Regions from separate parts of the Sus scrofa genome. Here region 1 is linked to region 2. A link is a contact called in public HiChIP or PLAC-seq data. All regions are on one chromosome and are shown on one strand. The core of a region is the stretch at or near the end of the contact, and the rest is flanking DNA. Distances in the headings are between cores, read along the strand shown. Region 1 has its middle 7.0 kb from the start of RAPGEF1. Region 2 overlaps RAPGEF1 (rap guanine nucleotide exchange factor 1).

Evidence for each region. HiChIP or PLAC-seq counts read pairs in DNA pulled down with a chosen protein or histone mark.
Region 1: an H3K27ac HiChIP or PLAC-seq map of skeletal muscle shows a contact between it and region 2. The contact joins two enhancer-like sites. A contact is called at or near these places in 1 of 5 promoter capture datasets (liver), 25 of 47 Hi-C or Micro-C datasets (alveolar macrophages, blood, brain and 14 more) and 2 of 2 datasets of contacts at active chromatin or transcription factors (alveolar macrophages and skeletal muscle).

The regions. Positions count from the first base shown.
Region 1 is chr1:271,629,988-271,633,220 of Sscrofa11.1, forward strand. No RefSeq gene overlaps it. Among named protein-coding and RNA genes, the nearest start is that of RAPGEF1, 7.0 kb to the left of the region's middle. Within about 2 kb of position 1,469, at least 42 of the 83 cell types and tissues checked have an H3K27ac peak or open chromatin away from gene starts, as enhancers often do. A contact at or near this core is called in omental adipose tissue and skeletal muscle, where this site is marked.
Region 2 is chr1:271,503,635-271,506,925 of Sscrofa11.1, forward strand. It overlaps RAPGEF1 (rap guanine nucleotide exchange factor 1), which reads right to left. Exons shown (of 26, transcript XM_005654593.3): 17 at 271-355. Among named protein-coding and RNA genes, the nearest start is that of UCK1, 51 kb to the left of the region's middle. Within about 2 kb of position 1,912, at least 8 of the 83 cell types and tissues checked have an H3K27ac peak or open chromatin away from gene starts, as enhancers often do. A contact at or near this core is called in omental adipose tissue and skeletal muscle, where this site is marked.

The DNA.
Region 1 (3,233 bases), core at 219-2,718, 130 kb after region 2:
GAGACAATAAGTTAACTAGATTTCTAGTTAGTGGTCAGCCCGCTCCAGGCTCACATTCTTAACCACTGTGCTGCAACTTCCCTCACTCAGACTCATCTTCAGGTAGCCCGCGGTCCTTTACAGGAAGCGTGAAAGTAAAAGTACTCTACACCCTTGTTCAAATCAATGCAGTTCAGCTCAATTCCAATCCATTCGCATAGGTTGCATGTCCTCAGTGTACTGGGCCTCATGAGAAAAACAAAGACAAACAAGAGCTTCAAGGAGTTTCAAGGGGGTTGGGGGGAGGGGGAGTTCTGGGGCCCAACTCTCCTGTGAGACCGGCTCTGAAGAACTTTCCGGGCCGGCCACCGTGCCGTCTGTGCGTGTGCATGTACTCACTCACCTCAGTTGGGAGCATCAGGAAAGTCCAAATAGAGGAGATGAATGCTTTAGTGTCTTTATTTTTTATTTTATTTTTTTGTCTTTTTGCCATTTCTTGGGCCGCTCCTGCAGCATATGAAGGTTCCCAGGCTAGGGGTCTAAGTAGAGCTGTAGCCGCCGGCCTACACCAGAGCCACAGCAATGCCGGATCCTTAACCCACTGAGCAAGGCCAGGGATCGAACCCACAACCTCATGGTTCCTAGTCGGATTCGTTACCCACTAAGCCACGAGGGGAACTCTTATTTTTTATTTTTTAATGTTCTTATTTTTTAGGGCTGCACCCACGGCATGTGGAGGTTCCCAGGCCAGGGATTGAATTGGAGCTATGGCTGACAGCCTACACCACAGCCACAGCAACGCCAGATCCCAGCCTCGTCTGTGATCTACACCACAGCTCCCTGCAATGCTGGATCCTTAACCCACTGAGCGAGGCCAGGGATCGAACCTGCAACCTCACGGTTCCTAGTCAGATTTGTTTCCGCTAAGCCACAGTGGGAACTCCTTGATGTCTTTAAATGTCATTAGTGATTGCGGTTTTGTCAAGATTTTGCTCATAATTCATTCCCCTGAGCACCGGTCCCCCACATCCCCCCCCAAATGGCTTTAATTCTGATCTGTTTGCCAAGCTCAGGAAACTGGGAAAGGTCCACAGACATCCTCAGAAAGGTGGGGACAGATGTCTGGGTTATCACTGCCGCTGTACATGTGGCACCGCCAGACCAACCCCAGCAGAGCAGGCAGGACGGGCTTCGTGGTTCCTTGGCCTTTTCTCAGGCAAGTTAATAGACCTCTTGCTCTGGGTGCTCAACAGCTGCTATGAAACAGACCCATTTTCTTTTTTCTTTCCTATTTTAAGAAAGCAACATGATTTAGCAAATGGGTGCTCGTCTGGAAATGAGACGAGGTAGATTCTAGGTCAAAACAGGCTCATTTTCAATCATGACACATAAATCCTTGAGGATTCAGTTAACACGGGATGGTTGAGCCCTCAGCTGAAGCCCACCGGCATGAGCAGCCTGGGTGCTGTCACTTCCTTAAACAGTCCCGCAGACATTACAGCTGGTCTGCCCGAGGAGGAAATTGTGCAAGAAATGTAGTAAACAACCACCGGCAAAGAGCACGGGCCGCGCGCGCGCGCACACACACACACACACACACACACACACACACAAACACACACATGTCTCTCCTGCCCCCTAGTGAGCATTCAGAATCCTAAACCCCACTCGGTCAAAGACTTTTTTTTTTTTTGTCTTTTTGCCTTTTCTAGGGCCGCTCCCGTGGCATGTGGAGGTTCCCAGGCCAGGGGTCTAATTGGAGCTATAGCTGCCGGCCTACACCAGGGCCACAGCAACGCGGGATCCGAGCCGAGTCTGCAACCTACACCACAGCTCACAGCAATGCAGGATCTTTTTTTTTTTTTTTTTTTTTTTTTGTTTTCTTTCTTGGGCTCCGGCATATGGAGATCCCAGCTAGGGTCGAATCGAACTGTAGCCACCGCCTACACCAAGCCACAGCACGTGGATCCGAGCCGCGCTGCAACCTACACCACAGCTCATGCAACGCTGGATCGTTAACCCACTGAGCAAGGCAGGGATCGAACCCGCAACCTCATGGTTCCTTGTCGGATTCGTTAACCACTGCGCCACGACGGGAACTCCTCATTTTTTAAAAAGTAACACACTATCACTTTACAAATTTTGGAGTGTTAATCCCAGAAAACACGTGCCCTCATTTTGAAAAATAACATATAGACACGTAAGAGTGAAGGTCTCCCTTTCACTCATGACAGGTAACGGCTTAACATACATCCTTCCAGATTTTCCCTATTAAAAATATAACTGTTCAGGGAGTTCCCTTCATGGCTCAGGGGTTAATGAACCGGACGAGGATCCATGAGGTTGTGGGTTCGATCCCTGGCCTCGCTCAGTGGGTTAAGGATCTGGTGTTGCCATGGGCTGTGGTGTAGGTTGAAGATGTGGCTTGGATCCCGTGTTGCTGTGGCTGTGGCATAGGTCAGCAGCTGTGGTTCTGATTCGAACCCTTAAAAGCAATGTATATGTATCGGTATACATATAACTGTACACACACGGTTTTTTATATGAATTGGTTTAAAAGGTACATATCAGCCGGTGTGACCGAGGCTAGCTAGCTGCTCACCAAGTCTACGTGCTGGCACACAGCTCGATGACATTACCCAGCCTCCCCTTGCCATGAGATGCGGCCGTATGTTCAAGGTCGCACAATGGAATGTGGTTGAAGCAATGATTCACTTCCAAGCCCAGCCCATAAAAATCTCCCACACCTGATCTCTGCTCTCTCTTCTCCTTCTCCTCCCCACCACCCCCTGCTTCTGCTTCTGGGGCTGCTTCTTTTTTGCTGCATCTGTGGCATGTGGGAGTTCCCAGGCCAGGAATCAAATCTTCACCACAGCAGTGACCTGAGACACTGCAGTGATGACATTGGATCCTGAACCCACTATGCCGCAAGGGAGCTCCCTCTCTTCTTTTTCTGCTGCTGACAAAGTGTGGAAGGAGGAAGGAGCTGGGTCCCTGAAGAGCTGCTTGGAACAGAGTATTGCTCCTTCCCATGGCCCCCTTCCAATGGCCCTGCATAGGAAGGGAGATTAGATAGATGGATTTTTTTAAAAGCAATGTACTATCATTTTACAAATCTTCAAGTAGAGAGAGGGAGAAAGAGGGAGAGACAGGAGAACACCTTTCATGCCAATACATATAGATCTTCCTGACACTTTTTAGCAGTTGTGTAGCATTCCTTTGCATGAATGTACCAGAGTGTTTAAGCATCCTCC
Region 2 (3,291 bases), core at 662-3,161:
CAAGGGACCACCACTGCCACCCCGTGCTCCGGGCACCTCACATGACGTCCCTCAGTCCTTTTACAGGTGAGGAATGAGGCCCAGAGAAGCCCTGCCTGAGGCCCCAAGCTAGGACACGGCAGCGCAGGGCTGAGCAGCTCATCACTGCTGCCCACCGTGGCGACACAGCTCCCTGCGCGAGGGCCGAGCGGGCACGCAGGCCCTTCCCCCGAACCCAGGAGGCTCTGTGGAGCGCGGGGTGGAGCCAGGGCGGGGGCCGGGCAAGGATATCTGTACTGCAGCTTCTTGATGAGTTCCTCGGGGCTGATGAAGGTCCTGTAGGTGGTGAGGAAGGCCTCGCAGTACAGCACCAGATCTAGACGCAAGGACGCTGGTTAGTGATGCCTGCCCCTGGCCAGGGACCAAGACAGATGCTTCAGGGATGTGCCACCTCTGATTAGACCTCAGAAATTCTGGTTTGTCCCAAGACTTGATGATTCAAAGAGTCTTTTTTTTTCTTTTTTTGTCTTTTCAGGGCTGCACCCACAGCATATGGAGGTTCCCAGGCTAGGGGTTGAATCGGAGCTGCAGCTGCAGGCCTACCCACAGCCACAGCCACACCAGATCCGAGCTGCGTCTGTGACCTACACCACAGCTCATGGCAATGCCGGATCCTTAACCTACTGAGCAAGGCCAGGGATCGAACCCGCAACCTCATGGTTCCTAGTCAGATTTGTTAACCATTGAGCCATGACAAAACCGCCAATTCAAAGACTCTTAATCACCATCGTGGGCGTAGAGAATACAATTCAAACTCATTAGCGGGACTCTGAAGCTCAATCACAGGCAAGGCTTTTAGAGAGCAGGACCCAGAACAAAACCCTTGGGAATGTCCAGCTACTGAGAGACCTCAGAATGGGTTGAAGGTGCCAAGCCTGGCACACTGCTAGAACATACACGTGAGCACGCTTTGGTGCCAGGGGAGGCGGGGTGCCTGGGAGGAGCCTGGCTCTGCCGCTGGATTTGAGCTGGCAGCAGCACCCCCCTCCCTCTGGAGGGGCTGGCTCTGGCCCGGGAGTCCGACCTTTCCAGACTGACAATGGCCCTGGGACACGCCCTTCGACCGCACAGTCTGGCACAAGGAGAAGGCAGGAGTTTCCGGCGCAGGTCACTTCTGGAGACGAGTGACCTGGCCCGGCTCGTGAACTTCAGTTACCCCATGCTGGGGCTGAGGTTCGAGTCCCAACTGGCCCCCAAGTCTGGGTCCCCACTGAGAGGCTGAGCGTGTGCACACAGGCCGCCTTCCCTCTCCTCCCTCAGTCACCCCAAGTCGCTGGCAGAGGAATCTTGAGGATCCCCACTCCTCCAGCTCAGCAGAGCCCCGGCCTCCGTCCCCCTGCCAGGACGCGAGGAAGAGCAGCACCCGCGTCTGGGGTGTGTTCGCGTGGGCCCGGCGGGCGGAGCCAGCACTGGAGCCACAGCAGGGTCCAGCAGCACTGGGCCTGGGCCCCTTCCTGGACCCCAAGCCTGCCCAGCTCACTGTCAAGTTGGGCTTCTCTGCAAAGACAAAGTGTGGGTCCAGCACAAGACAACCCCTGCTTTTGGAAGAAGGGCCCAGACCTGCACCCCTGAGCCACGGGGCCTTCCAGCCACTGGTCCACAGGAAGCAACCTGCCTAAGGAGCTTGCGTGGCCCAAGGCCTCTGCCTCAACGATTCAGCCCAGGTACAAAGGACATTGGTTCCCTGGAGCCTCAACATCTTTCCATTGATGAGACAGAGTGGAAGCCCCAGTGGGCAGCAGGGCCCCCCTTCCAGGCACAATGGGCACAGACTGGAAGGTTCTGGGGTTGCCCGGCCTGCGGGGCTCCCTCTGGCCTTGGCTACAGCTGCTTGCACCTGGCAGGACAGCAGAGTTCCCTGCTCAGAGCCGAGGACTGAGCCAGCTCCCGTTCCAGCCTTTTACTTCTGGACAAGAATGAGAACTGTTTCTCACGCCAAGCTGAGAACGCGGGCGCGTCCACTGCAGGAAGCAGGGCACATGCTGTTCCTGGGATGGGAACAGAGAGGCCCCAGCACTTCCTATGTGCCAGGCATGTCTCAGGTTAGCTCACTCAAGCTTCACGTGTGCTGGGCACTCTCAAAAATCTGAGCCAGTGGAGGCCGAGCAGGGCTGTGCCTGGCGGTTGCCTAAGCCTGCAAACAGCATAGCCAGGATTCAAACTCAAAGTTCAGAACCACGCTCTGCTTGGGTCAGAAGAAGCCTGGAGGGCAGAAGCGTGGCCAGCTGAGTTTGGGGGAGCCATTTCTCCTTTTACTCTCTTTTTCAAATTTTCTGCAATGTAAACAATCGTTTTTGTGCTACCTTCATAATTACAAACTCCCAGAACCATCTAAGTAACACGCTGGAGACATTTGCTGCAAAAACAGGGGGACAAAGTCGTTTACAAAAATAAAATCGGGGGGTTAGGGTTCAAGACTGGGGTGCTTCCGTTCCTCCCCACCTTAATTTAACGTCGCTGTTCCACCATCTTTTTAATAATTTAAAAAATGTAAGAGGAGTTCCTGTTGTGGCGCAGCAGAAACAAATCTGACTGGGACCATGAGGTTGTGGGTTCGATCCCTGGCCTCGCTTGGTGGGTTAAGGATCTGGTGTTGCCCTGAACTGTGGTGTAGGTCGCAGACCTGGCTCAGATCCTGCATTGCTGTGCCTGTGGTGTAGGCCAGCAGCTGCAGCTCTGATTCAACCCCTAGCCTGGGAACCTCCATGTGTCATAGGTATGGCCCTTAAAAAAGCAAAAACAAACTAACAAAAAAACGTAAAAAGAAAGTGAGTGTGGAGAGAGGCCAGGCCTGGCAGGGGCGTGTGGGCACTGCAGTGCCCCTGCCGTCCTGACCAAGGTCATGGGCACTGTCTTCACAACCCCCTTCTCTTCTTCCTTCCAGAACACAACCTGGAAAGACTGCTCTTTCGCTGGCAGAGTCCACCCTGCTTTTCCGGCCCCCTCAGAGAATTGGGACCCAGAATGGGGTGTCTCCATGCTGAGGGGGGGACCCCATCCTGCAGAGGTAATGCGCTGTGAGACAGACAGCTCCTGGACAGAGTGCTGCCCCAGGAAGCCCCTGAGCGGGCATGTTAGGCCCAGGCTAGCAGTCTGGAGCATTGACGGGCCAATTATCAGGAGAGGCATCAAAAGCTACCCGCACAGCGACGTGACCTTTAGGCTGCTGAACGCGCTGGGACAAGAGGTCAAGCTCCGCACGGGGAACTCGCCCCCTTGGAGGTCCTGGGGTCCCCGCGAGCCGGCACCAAC